Linked DNA regions of Rattus norvegicus: region 2 is linked to region 1. A link is a contact called in public Hi-C data. All regions are on one chromosome and are shown on one strand. Each heading gives the region's core, a stretch centred on a gene start, on an enhancer-like site or on the middle of the called end of the contact. The rest is flanking DNA. Distances are from core to core; before and after follow the strand shown. Region 1 has its middle 410 kb from the start of Atp6ap1l. Region 2 has its middle 75 kb from the start of Atp6ap1l.

The links. Hi-C and Micro-C count contacts between places; a contact is called where the count stands out from the background.
Region 2: a Hi-C map of the A7r5 cell line shows a contact between it and region 1, with 5 times the contacts expected there. The contact joins two enhancer-like sites. A contact is called at or near these places in 3 of 12 Hi-C or Micro-C datasets (the A7r5 cell line, the Rat2 cell line and Schwann cells).

The regions. Positions count from the first base shown.
Region 1 is chr2:23,385,919-23,393,297 of GRCr8, forward strand. No RefSeq gene overlaps it. Among named protein-coding and RNA genes, the nearest start is that of Atp6ap1l, 410 kb to the right of the region's middle. Within about 2 kb of position 4,068, at least 15 of the 93 cell types and tissues checked have an H3K27ac peak or open chromatin away from gene starts, as enhancers often do.
Region 2 is chr2:23,721,769-23,728,710 of GRCr8, forward strand. No RefSeq gene overlaps it. Among named protein-coding and RNA genes, the nearest start is that of Atp6ap1l, 75 kb to the right of the region's middle. Within about 2 kb of position 2,048, at least 5 of the 93 cell types and tissues checked have an H3K27ac peak or open chromatin away from gene starts, as enhancers often do.

The DNA.
Region 1 (7,379 bases), core at 2,818-5,317:
TTTGGGGGTTTGGGGGTTTGGGGGTTTGGGGGTTTGGGGGTTTGGGGGTTTGGGGGTTTGGGGGTTTGGGGGTTTGGGGAAACAGCCTGCCATGAAATGAGAAGGAGGGAGAATTTGCACTAATACAAGCAGATCTGTATGTTAGTTTAGCTATAGGTTAAAGAAAACACACACAACAGAAGTCTAGTCTTTTAAAAGTATGACAATTTTAAGTATAAGAAAAATAGACACTTATTACTGACTTACTTTGGGGTACACATCCAATATGTTTTAGAGCCGGGATGGACGATTTGAGCCTCAGCATCTCATGCTAAACCCATAGCCTTACCCATGGCTCATGCTCATCCACTTGCCTAGCTCTTTGAATCTCACTTAACACATCACTCAACCATCCTGTGTTTTGGTTTCCCCCAAATAATAATGGCCACTGTGCAGAAGAAATGACAGGGCTTGTTAAACATTTGCTTTAGGGCAAAAAAAACCTCCATGAATGGTGGTATCTTCCTCTTTTCAGTCCCATGGGTCATTTACCCTGTGATGTGAGGGTACAAGATGGGTACCCCATAGATCCAGAAGCAGGACCGGCATTTCCTACTCTAATGTATTTTATTGTAATTCTCCTCACACAGCATGCTGGCCCTGTGCAATATTCACAAGAGTCATTGTTGTCTAGTTACAAGTATTTGTTGGGGTCTGTTTATTTCTGGGCCCTTAGTCCACACAACATAAACGGTCACTGAAAATAGCTGCCTCCCCAGCCTACTCTAGGAACTCCTCTGAAATGATAGCTTCCTGTGAAACCAGCTCACTGATCACCGCTGGCACACGTTAGGAAAGACGAAAGCTTTCTGAGGGATAAGATGTGCTAACCTAAGTAAATCAGTCTGCGTTGCAAACAACAGCAAACCTAGGGCTTAGTCAAATTTACTACAATTTGGAAACCATGCTCAAATCATACCACAAACACTTATGAGGGCAGCTGGCAGTGGTGTTCGGGAGATGTCACTTCGACTTGACTGATCTACCTTCCTTAGGGGTTCTCTACTATGTTCTCACAGGTCTCATTGTTTTCTGTGACCTGGAACATATTGCTAAAGAGAGTGCAATCTACATATTGAGCCAGTGCAAAACTCCATAACATTAAAAGCATTTAACTCTGCACAAGGCAGCAACCTACTAAGCAAGCGCACAGACAAACATACATTACGATATAGTAACTTACATTTTGAAATGTGTGAGATGTGTCTTGATGTTTGAAGACTATACAGTGCGGGATCCGAGCAATTGTTGGTAAAAAAAAAATCATTTGTAACTGCAATAATCACCTGCAGCAACATTAATAACAATAATATTGCCTGTGAGGATCTTTAGCTCCAGCAAAACTGAAAAGTCATCTTCCTTGGCTGGGGAACAATAAAATCCAGGGGCAAGACTCACAGTGGGTCTTTGAATTATTCATGAGATCATACATGCCATTCACATCTGTATGTTTAAAAAAAAGCCAAGAGAGTGTAATAGCACATTAGTAATGTAAATTAGAAAAAGACAGATTTTATTTCGGTTTCGTGAAGATTTTCATAAGTAAACCCAAATAGCATCCTTACCAGCCAAGTACCGAAAGATCTTTTATTCTTCACCGTTGCTAGGATTTTTTTTTGAATCAGGTCATCATTTAGGGAATCAGTGATTGGATCACTCTCAGACATAATATGATACACACACAAACAAGGACACACATTGTTTATAAATATACTCAAAACCGCAGGAATGAGAAATCAAGGAAGAATAAGGAAAATATTAAAGTCTACCATTGGGGAATTTTATGCTATCATTGCAGCTTTTTTATTGTCTGAAGTTATGTAAAAGCAAAAACTAGTGGAAGAAACTTGCCTTGCAATTCCAGAGGTTATTTTACTTAACAAACACAAGCTGCGGGGTGAGTGAAGATGACAAGGAAATACTCAGGTAACCATGGTTAGCACATCCTCACATCAGACAGTACCAAGACCCACCTTGGCTTTCAAAATGTCTTGTTTCTAAATTTCATATGGATATTTTTATCATATATGCACAAGTAAATTGCTAGGAAGGATTTAAACAACAATTCAAGTGGTTTAAGAACTTAAAGAGTAAGTAGAGAGAAGTTAAAAGAACTGGCTTCTACCAGAGGACCCAGCTGCTCTACAGAGGACTTGGGTTTGGTTCCCAGCACCCACACAACAGCTCAAAACCACCCACAACTTCAGTTCTAGGTGACATTATGCCCTCTTCTGAATTCCATGGGAACCAGATAGGCATATGGTACACAGACATACATACAGTCATATACACTTATGTATACAAAATAAAAGGAATTTTTAAAATATTTTATAGGATAATTTTGCTTGTACATGATATTTTTAGCATATGCCAACTTTAGGCCTTGTCTTACCCCACTGAATTCTTGAAGGATAAAAGAAAGTTAAAATTTTAGATATTTAATGTTTTTGGCTTATAAACATAAGAACAAAAGAACAAAACCATCTCTGTCTGGTACAGCCTTCCCCTTTCCTGCTCTCTTGGTTCATTTTTAACCACTTCCATCATCACTAGGACACTCAATATTTAAAGGGCCCAGATGTCCTGCTCTCGGAACAAATGTATCCGATCAACCCAAAGGGCTAGAGTGTCTTCTCTGGGGAGTGGAAATGCTATGTGAGAAAAGTAGCAAACACAGGAAATCTCTGACAAGTGAGTCATGAGGAGGGGACACTCTCAGCATGGGGTGTTCTTGTGGCTCCGTTGGTATTAATTGTGACGACATGCTTACTCATGTCTTGTTCGTGCTTGCCTCTACCATCACTGAGCTCGTGTTACATTCACCCTCATGCACCAAGCCCACCAGAGACACACTGTGCACCGCTCTAACATGAGTGGATTAGTCAAAGAGAATTTACTGTGTTGGCCAGTCTACTCTTCTCTGGGGACTTGTTGCTGTGGCTATCATTGTTTAGACTTTGAAAAAAATGTGCAATGGATTTTCTTTTAAGCCTATGACTAAGAGTTAGAAAAAAGTAACATAAATTTCATATTGTTCAAATTACGAAACCTATCTATGCTTCATTTTTGTAAGGCGCATGAAGATTGCTCTTGGTTCAAAATTTTTCTTCTGACCACAGTAAGCTATTGTGATGATCTGAACATACACATCCTAGGTCACAGGTTACAAGTGGGGACCAATTGAAATGATGCTTGCAGAGCAGGATTTTTGTTTTTCTTTTTTTTTTTTTGCATTCTCTAAAGCATAAAAGTAAACACAAAGCAAGAGAGTAGCTGTGATAATTAGACTTCTGTGGCACTGGGCCTTGAGGTGCCCAGATTTGGGGAAAACATTATTCTAGTTGTGTCTGGGAGATTGGTTCTGGATGAAATTAACATTTGGATCTGTAGACCCAGAAAAGCAATAAAGCAAGAGTCAGAGAAGATTCATCTGGTCTGCTGAAGGCCTGACTGGGCGAGCAAGAACTCCAGAGCACCCATCCTGCTATATGCTGCAGCGTCAGCTGCTTCTCTCAGCCTCTGACTCAGACATAACATTACATCCTCAGCTCTCATGGCTTTTAGGTCTTTACACTCAGATACGAAACCGCGCCACTGTCTCCAGCCGGCAGACTACAGGTTTGTTTCTTGTTTTGATTTTGTTTCTGTCTCTTTATGTGTAAGAAAATGGCTTCCCGTGTAGCCCATGCCATTTTCAAAGTTTTGATAATCCTCCTGCCTTGTCTTCCCAGATGCTGGGATTACTGAACTGTGCTACTATATTTGGCTGTGGCTACAGATCTGGACACTTCTCAGACTGAAGAATTGCGTGTCACAATCCTCTTTGAGAAATCGACTGCTGTGCATATCCTGTTGTCACCATGTGTGTTGAGAAGCTGGACCAGCACATAGTATATGCAGAATAGGCTAATCTTCCACGTGGGTATTTTCAATAATAATAAACAGCCAGTTGTGGCTAGCAAGCGACATTCTAACAATACATACACCCAGTGTTCAGTGTGGAATTTTCATGTAACTCTCCACTACATCCTAAAATCCTTGTGAGGCCTGAGGAGTCTGAGGCAGCATGGGGTGAGCCTAGCAGAAAGAATGCTAACCTTGTTCCTGAGACAGCCCACTTTACACAGTTTACAGTCTCGATTCCTAAAGTGCCACACAGAAGACAAAAGAAATAGAAGCAGGATATTAGATACAAACCAGCATTGTGCATCTGACTTGCACCAGAGTGACAATGTCTTCTGTATCCCCTGTTCATATGCAGAAGATGTTACTGGTCAAGAAATGCCAGTTTTCTAATAATATTACTTTGTTCTGATAATATTAATTTCTCATAATATAACATTAATTAATTCATATTAATAACACATGTTATTCACTATTTTCATTGCCTTTCGTTGATCTAGTTTTCTTTAAGCTTTACTTAAAATGATGCTGTCTTTACATGTTCCAAGGACAGAATAAAATAGACATAGAGCAAAAAGCACAAACTCTGTCGCCAAAAGTAGAGTGCCACAGTCTTTTTGAACTGTAGGCTTCTATTTCTATAATACATTATATCAAACACAGAGAGTACATTCTTGTTCTCAGGGGAAAATAAAGGTCTAGGTTAGCCTGCCCTCTAGTGTGGCTTACTGACTTCTGAGAGGAGAGAGAAAAGAGAGAGAGAGGGGGAGAGAGAGAGAGAGAGAGAGAGAGAGAGAGAGAGAGAGAGAGAGAGAGAATGCATGTCCTAGAAGCTGATTGTGCAATTCAGTTGGAGTGGCAACCTGCCATCATCACCAGCACTCTGCACAGCTTCCTCCTCCTTGGGAGTGACAGACTTCAAGCATTAGGTCACATTTCTAACCCAGTTTTGAGCAGAAACATACTCCAGCCGCGCCCTATGCCTGCTTAAGCCAGTGTCACCATGGGTATCCTTGACCGTGGTTTTTGCCATTCCCTCACATTTCATGATAACATGCAAAGAAACTAATAAGGGACAGACTTCTTACTACAGGAACTCGGGGATTTACAGAGGGCTTCTGACATGGGAAATTAGGTCTGAGAACTGATACTTGTTTAGGCTGATCTCTCTGAAACAGCCTGTCTATGTGCCTCCTTGGCTGGCCCTTCTGAATGTGAGGTACTGCCAAATGGCTCTGAGGCTGTATGTACTCCAGGATCCATGTTACCACTGAAGAAGCATCTTTGAGATTTGCTTTTACTTCTTCACTCAAATTCTGCTCAAAATTAAACTGCCTTGGAGAAGAGTATTTTTAAAAAAAATTATATTCAGCTACACAAAATAGGCCTCCTTTAAAAATTGAGAAACTAATTGCTATTTTGCTTAAACCTAGAAGTGCCTTCATTGTAGATCAACTCTGAAGTTATTTAAACATAGAACTGTAGTACTAAATTTCTAAAGCTTTTTTCAGGATTCCATGCATATGTTCAGTCGGGATGCTCAGAATTCCTGGTTGATGGCAATTTAACCAGTGCCTGACTGTGTTTCGTAACCCACTAGTGCATGTTCTGGAGCCATTTGTCTAAGAATGAGAGTCTTCCATTTCTTTTTTTTTCTTTTTTTTTTTTTTCGGAGCTGGGGACCGAACCCAGGGCCTTGCGGTTGCTAGGCAAGCGCTCTACCACTGAGCCAAATCCCCAACCCCGAGTCTTCCATTTCTAATTTAAAGTCTTCCATTTCTCATAATTTAAAGGAAGTCTAGATGCTAACCTTTATAATAAAAGCAAATGAAACAATAATCTTTAAAATCACCTATAGATGTAAATTAAAGACACTGTATGTGTATATATTGAGTCTACAAAATATATCCTCTTTCTATTGTCAAAGCATTAGTCTACTAAGGCTGCATGTATGGACTGAAGTAACATACAGCCTCTGGAGAACACTGCCATTCACCTTGGGCATCATTTCCTTAATATACAAGACTGAGTTCCGTCACAATAGGCATATGAATATAATTGTCCATTTCTTCCTCTATGGCAGTAATGCAACCAAAGAAAATATACAGCCTTGAGGATTTAACAGTCACAATCAGATGAACGGAAAAGAATTGAGAAGGAGAGACAACACAAAGCCACTGACAGACTTTTAGGAGATAAGATACCCGATGGCAGTTGTCCTGCATTCTGGAGCCTTCACTGTGTCATTTGTGATAAGCATGGCATAGACCAAGTTTAGTCAGAGGTGTCTGATTTTCATCCCCACACTGCCTGTCCTATTTGTATCTGTGCCGTTCTCGCTACATCTGTGTGTTTCTGTATATTTTAGATACAAAATGTAGCAGATTAAAGTTTGCCAATGCAGGGACAATGTTACCCAAACACCACGTTCTCGCTCACTCTGGTTCCCATTCTAATCCACACCCTTGGCACGTTTGCTGTATTGATTTTCCAGCTTGTGTTCTTTGCTCAAGTCTCTGAAAGACATCACCAATGCAATCACTGTCAAGAAGAGGAAAATGACACATTGCAGACCTGGTGATTGGTGCCTTGTGTATTTTTGTCACAGATTTCAAGAGTGCTCGAGATTCACCGATTCCTTATCAGCAGTTCACTTTTGCCCCTCTAGTTTGCTGACATGTAGTTTTTCAAGTCATTTTTGGAAATCTGAAACTTGTTAGAGATTGCAGATGCGAGGCTCTGCATGGCTGCTGTCGTTTTGGCAGGGTCTGCTCTTTCAAGACAGCGGGGGCAATGAAAAGAACTCTGCTTTCTCGAACTCTGTTCTTAAAGTGTCCATGGATGCCGGACACTTAATGCTAGACTTCCAGGTCAAGACTGGACCTTTTCTTCTATTTTACTCAACGGAGCACAAGGACTTTGAGCATGGAACCCACGAGCCTATTCCCATTATCAGCTTCTATTATGAATATAATTTTGTCATCAATTCCATGTATGTGACTCCTTTAAAACAAAACTGATCAGGTAGATGTCAGAACTGGCAACCGGAAAACCATTTCTGCTGGGATGAACGATTGCGTGACTCCTTTGAATTCGAGCTCTGCCCAAGCCCCTAAGTCTTCACGTTACTTAACTTGTAAAAAGAAGAAAAGAAAGGAGGAAAAGAAAGGAAAGGAGAAAATAAACTACAAACGAAGTGCAGCTCCCTGTGCGTAGAGATGAAAAGGAGATGTCTGACTTACAGCGGGGGCGGGGGGCGGGAATGGAGACCGTTGAGTCCTTCAAGCTCGGGTATGATTTTAATGGAGAAAAATAGAAGAGACAGAAGTGGGGCAGGGATATTAAAACCAAATGTGGAACGAGAAAAGGCAGAAAGGCTGAAGAACAGCCAGAAGTTCAGGGCTGCAGATGTGCGGCAATGCCCCGCCTAAGAGATG
Region 2 (6,942 bases), core at 798-3,297, 330 kb after region 1:
AATATTAAAAAGTTTCTGGTGTCCTATGAACATGAAAAGTCTGAAAGACGATGCTACGAGCCTCATCTTTGAAGTATCCGTGTAAGGAAGATGAGGAATTAAAGTAAAGCTAATCTGTTCTCTGGATCTAGGAGCACAGAAACCAGCTGGGTCATTTGGCAGCAAACAAAAGCCTAAGGGACCTCAAAAGCTGGCTGTTATTTAGTGGTAAATTCAGGGCCTCTCAGAGGCTAAGCAAGCTCTGAACCAATTACGTATTTGAAAACCTCTAATATATTAAAAATTGAATATATTCCAGAATGCTGCTTCACAAGTTATGGTAATCTTTATGTTTACATTTAGCAAATGAATGCTTTTGACCCAGGCGTAATTTTGAAAAGAACATGCGTGCATTGTTTTGGAGGTAGCTTTGAATGTAAGTCTTGAGGCCTTTCTTCAGTAAAAGGCACAACGCAGCAGCTGTCTATGGTCAGGCCAGTCATGAACTAAGTAAAGACCCTGAGAAGAAGATTCTCTGAGTGCTGGTCTGAAGTCACAACATCATCCGCGGCTCAGGGTATTTTGGAAGTGTAGGAGATGCCAGAAAGAGTAATTTCAAACTGAAGAGATTCCCAAGATCTCCCACAAGACCAATGTGTCTCTTGAGTCACTCCTTACAAGACTAAGAAGTCTAGCTTGAAACAGCATCTCAGCTCTTAACTGAGCTTCCAAACGATGTAAACCACTCTCTTCCAGGCATAGCAATTTTCTTCACACACAGTAAGTGGATTCTACCCAAATAGAAATGTGTACCTTTGAAGATGCTAGATTCTTAACACCCATATATCCAGAGCCCCTTCGCATGGGCAACCTAAAACAGGGTAAAGATATTTCAAGAGGATACTATATTTATTGTTCGATCTGTATGGCGATTTCCAAGTACCAGGGTCCCCTGGAATGCAGCAAACAAAGAAAAGCCACAGAGACAGATTCTAAATCATGCTGGTAATAAAAGTGAGATGGGACAATGATATAACGACCTGACATGAGGGCTCTCATGAGAGCCAGAACTAGTTAACTTGGCAGCTGTCAGTCTCGGGGGGTCCTGCTTCTCCACAACCTGGTCTTACAGTGCCTGCTATACTCCGTGGATTTGGTGACTGCTAACTAACTCAGCTGAGGACTGAACATTGTAGGAAAATATCCAACACCAGGATAAGAAACCCTCTTCTCAGTTGGTCAAGGCCGTCAAAGAGGCTCTCAAACATTATGTAGGCTATTGCTGCCATCCTTGGTTGTCCTCCTGACCCTCAGAGGTGTGAAGTAAGTCCCTACTGCTGAAAATACCAGGTTCCAGAGGATCTGAGCTGGATCTGACCTGAAAGCCTCCTCCCTTGACAACTAGTGTTCATGGTTCCAGATGTACCGTGGCAGCTTCCAAAGGAAGGAAGCAACGGTTTATGACCTACAAACCACAGCAGCATGCAGCCAAGGGTGGAGTAGGATCGCACATACCTTGGTGGTTATCAAGAGCTCTGTAATCGGATGTAAAGTCTAGTCAGCAAGAGGAAAATCATTCCTGGTTCTGAAACCTAGCCAATGACTCGGAGTTAGTAAAGTCATAGATCTTGTAGGAGAACCAACAGCCACCACTTTCTTAAACCAACATAATTCCTAACTACATCCTAAACATTCAGCAGATAAATGAAGTTCTCACCCTTCATCAAAGAAATCTCTCTTTGCAGTAGATGGATAGATGGGGATTATTACAGAAAACCATAGCTGACCAAGGTGCAGAATTGTCAGTCACAGTGGATACATGAACAACACAATTCCTGTCCCTAAAGCTCGGGGATCACTGTAGAGGAAAGAAAGGAAAAATGTTAACAAGTCAGAGAGTTTGCTGTGAGATTTTGTCTTCTCTAAATGTCAGAGAAGCTACACCCAGGATGTCTCACAACATTGCTACCTAAACAGACCCTGAGAAAGGACAACACCAATAGATATGCTAATAGGAGAAGATTAGAGGTCAAGAGACTTCAATCCTAGACAAAGATCTTTGGACAATGAGGAAGACTGAAAAGAGGAGAAAAAGTCTTCCCTGGGGCAGAACATAACCACTACCTAATACCAAATGGTCTGTCCTGAACACACACACACACACACACACACACACACACACACACACACACACACGGAGTAGGTTGTACTTTTGCATGTAGAAATACATTTTACACACATAACAACAGTTAAAGGAAATGAGACCATCATTTGAAAGGGGGGAAACCACATAAGAGGGGTTGAAATGAGGAAAGAAAAGGTAGAAAATGACAAGATTTTATTATAATCTCAAAAGTTATAAAATTCTTTTTTAAAAGGAAGTTGTTAGACTTTGGATCCAACACTCCTTTTGGCTCATTTTTAAGTCTCAGTTGGTGACAAGTCTTCCTACGTTCCCAGCAGTTTTCTAATAGTTTACTCTCCCCCTACGTAAACACATAACTATCCTCAGAACACACCTGCTCTGCTCATGTCTCCGTCTCGGGAACATCACTTCCTATTGCTTCACTTGTGGTTTAGGAGTTCAAACCTCCCCCCGCCCCACCACCACCACCAGGAAGAATATCAGAGCAAAGAAAATAGTTACAAATCCACTTAAGAAAAAACAAGCACAGTTCTCCAAGGAAAACAGAGGATCTGGCATCAGGAGACGAGCATGCCCACCAAACAGAAAGAAGCCAAATGGATTAGTCATTATAAATACAGATGTGCTTTTGAACAAAACACAGTAAAAACTTGAAATTTACTTAAAACAAGAGCACTGACTAAAAATGCTATTTGGGTCTGAAGCTATCCATGGCCCTTCTGCACACTCATCAACATAAGAACCATAAGGTTGCCTGGAAGATGATAAGAGCCTATTCACAGTTCACTTGAAAGACCAAGATCGGAGAGATGGCTCAGCGGTTAAGAGCACCCGACTGCTCTTCCAGAGGTCATGAGTTCAATTCCCAGCAACCACATGGTGGCTCACAACCATCTGTAAAGAGAAAGACCAAGATCACTGCTGCTGCTTCGACAGATGCCCACCGCACATCTTAGTAGCTCATCTAATTATCTTATCGGTCTTCAGGATGGGGTGCTGAGAGATAGCCACACTCCCTGAGAGGCCACTGATATCTAGTGTGGACACAGCTAGCAAGCATCACTGATCCCATTACTTCCGACATGTCTTCTGCGAAAACATAGCAGCTTCTGGTAGTCACTGGCCCCCCTTGAGAAAGGTGTGTCCTCTGATGCAGAATTGGTTAAAACACAGAGGCCGTGGCCATATTGCTTTTCATGTGTCCTGCCCTAGCACCCCAATGCCCATGGTTTTCAAATCATTAGCTGAGTTTTGTTTGTTTGTTTGTTTGTTTGTTTGTTTTTTAAGTATGAAAGAAAGCAGGTGAGCTGTCAGGGAGTATTTCCCTGACAAAACCATAATCGGCAGCTGCATTCAGACAGACTGAGAAAAAGGTTTTCAATTCTCACTTACTTACTCATCTGACATTTTAAACCACTTTAACATGAGATCCAGGTTCTGTTTCCTGTGCATCTTTGTATTTGTGGAGCCTTTGTGGAAAGTACATAGTGGTAGAATTAAAATGAATGTTGGAAGCATGGATAAGGGCAAGGGAAATAAACGTACGTCAGGAAATAACTCAGAATTCGTTCGATGAAACGGAAATGTAATCAAAGCAAAAGTTTCTCACAGCTAATCACTTGGAGATTAAGACAGGATTCCATTGTTTCCTTGACTTCAGTGATTGGCCACAAGAAACTAAGAGTAGTCAAAACAATAGATTATTGAAATGCACACTTAACAATGTTAACACTATCAAAAATGCCAGCCATGCCCAAAATACATTCACATTAAGTACTCCAGAGGTGCCAGTGCCAGTCCAGCAAAGTCATTGTCTGGAAAGGGAGGGTTTAAGGGCACTGAGGACAGGTGGGGTTTTGTTTTGTTTTGTTTTGTTTTGTTTTGTTTTGTTTTGTTTTGTTTTGTTTCTTGGATTTCTTTTCTTGACCTCAAAGCTGGTTCCAATGCCCATAGCACTTGGTAAGCACAAGATGAGAAACATAGAGGTGAGATCTCCAAACTGCTGCAAGGCAGATGCGCTTGGCTTCATGTCCCCTGTGCTGTCTCCTCCTCGTCTCCCACTAACCCCAGGAAGTAATTTATACTAGGATGAAATGAATACTTATGCCAAGTGGTGCTTTGTGGTGCTACTCCGGAGGCTGAGGCAGAGGGACTGCAAATGCAAGGCCTACCTGGACTACAGAGCCAGCCTGTTCAACATACTAAAACCCTGGCTCAAAATCAAATGTTTAGAAAGGCGCTGGGAATGTAGTTCAATTGCTTGTCCAACAGATTTGAAGTCCTAGGTTAATAGGGTGTATTAACATCAGTTCTCACACACACGTGTACATGTCACACACACACACACACACACACACACACACACACACACACTAAAAGAATGTTGCAATGTCATTACTGTACAAAACGTTGAGATCCTTCCTCCCCACCCACCCCTCCACCTCCAGGATCATGCAAGCATGCGCTCAAGTGTAAATAATGTGTGTCTCCGGACAATCCTGGCTTTCAGCCTTCCCTTCTGCCTCGTTTGCGATGACGTCTGTTTGATGCTCAGCACTATGGATGCTAAGGGAGCTGTATCCGCCAACACCACTCACTCCAAGTCGCCAGGTAATCTCCAAGTATTCTTCTGAATCCACACCCCATGTTGCATAGGAGTACTGGGTTACAGATGGGAGCGTCTGTATCCAAGTCTACACGGGTTCCAGGAACCGGGACCCAGGGCCTCTCACTTTTGTAGCAAGCTGCTGAGCCATTTCTTTAGCCCAACAGCGAACTTTCTACTCTCAATTCAACCACGGACATCTTTATAAAAATGATGAAGCCAGCTTCACGGTGCGTAGGTAACAGCGTACTGCGATAGCCATATCCATGCTTTAACCTTTGAAACTTAAGGCTTAGGCCTTGGCTCTTCTGTGACTGTAGGACTATTCATGTTTGGAAAAAATAAGCATTTCCTGCAAAGTTGAAACGGGTTATCTAGCCAGCTTCGGACACTGATCAGTGGTTCTCTCCTGACCTCTAGTGGTGCAATGGGGAACATATTCTGTCTACAGGGACGTGAAGGGATGTTTGCTGGGGCAATGCGTGAGAAGCCGGGGATTAAGGAACAGATCTAATTTTAAATAAGGGAAGAGTTAAGTCTTTCCCATCTCCGATATTTTGTGTCCTCTCCTTTATTGTCTCTGTCTTGTCGCAAACGGGTTTATCTGTCCCCACTGTTTTACCAAGCCTACTTGGAGGCTTTGTCTACAGTCCTTAAACAAGATACATTTCTCCAGTGCCTTCCATGACGTCCTGCATCTGGTTCCACAGCGGCATTCACTCTATCTTTAGTTTATCGATCATCAAGTTTTTGTATATCAATTCCAAACCAGGGCAAGGACATTGCTACTACTGTCTTCGTTGTTTTCCATAGTAACTGCCCGGGACAGAGGAATTAAGATTGATTGTTTCCAGGGTGTGTGTGTATATATATATATATGTATATATAGTTCAGTTTTGGTTTTTGCTACTTTGGGGATAGTTTTTCTTTTTTCGGGGTTTTTGTATTGTTTTGCTTTTGTTGTTTGATTGGTTGGCTTGGCTTGGCTTGGCTTGGTTTGGCTTGGCTTGGTTTGGCTTGGTTTGGTTTGGTTTGGTTTGGTTTGGTTTGGTTTGGTTTGGTTTGGTTTGGTTTGGTTTGGTTTGGGGCAGCATAGGTGGTGCTGGGGATTGTGTGTCCATCATGAAAATCTGGAAGCATAAAGAGCCATGTTTTCAATACATATTAAAACATACAGAATCAACAAAGAAAAATTATATCAAACTCTCCATGAAGTCCAGCAATGACCTTCTCGACAGATAAAACTCACCCCTTAGCTCTGCACTGCGGGTGATGGAGCAGTCATCTCCAACCTGGATCCTTATTGTATGGTTGGGTTATGATTTTTATTTCCTCTCACAGTGCGCTCACACAACTACTGAACATATATCACGTAGGTCTTGTACATGCTAGGTAGGCAAGGCGCCACTGATCTGCAGCTCCAACCCACACCTCTCGCTCCTCCTCTGCATATGGACCCTCTGTGCCGCCCTGTGCAGACCAGAGCTCAATGGAATAATTAAATACATGCTCGCCAACAGATACTAGAAGGACATTTTTCTAAAAGGAAAAATTGTAATCCCGCTTGGCATCGGGCAAATCATTATTTCAGTAGAAGGTAGAAAAACCCCAAGTTGATTTCATATATGATGTACACATATTGAAATGTCACACTGTCCCTCAGAAACACATGCAATTGCTGTGTTCTTGTTTATTTGATTTGGGTTATGGTTTTTGGTTTGGTTGACTGGTTGGCTGGTTGGTTGGTTGGCTGGCTGGCTGGCTGGTTGGTTGGTTGGTTGGTTGGTTGGTTGGTTGGTTGAATGGTTGGTTGGTTGAATGGTTGGTTGGTTGAATGGTTGGTTGGTTGGTTGGTTGGTTGGTTGGTTGGTTGGTTGGTTGGTTGGTTAATTGGGTGGTTGGTTGGTTGGCTGGTTGGTTGGTTGAATGGTTGGTTGGCTGGTTGGTTGGTTGGCTGGTTGGTTGGTTGGTTGATTGGCTGGTTGGTTGGTTGGTTGGTTGGTTGGTTGGTTGGTTGGTTGGTTGGCTGGCTGGTTGGTTGGTTGATTGGTTGGTTGGTTAGTTGGTTGGTTGGTTGGTTAGTTGATCAATTGGTTAAGGGAGTGGTATTTGGTTTGGTTTTTTAGTTTTTCTGAGACAAGATTTCTGTGTGTAAGAGCCTTGGTTGTCCTGGAGCTGGCCTTGTAGACCAGGCTGCCTCTTCCTCCAGAGT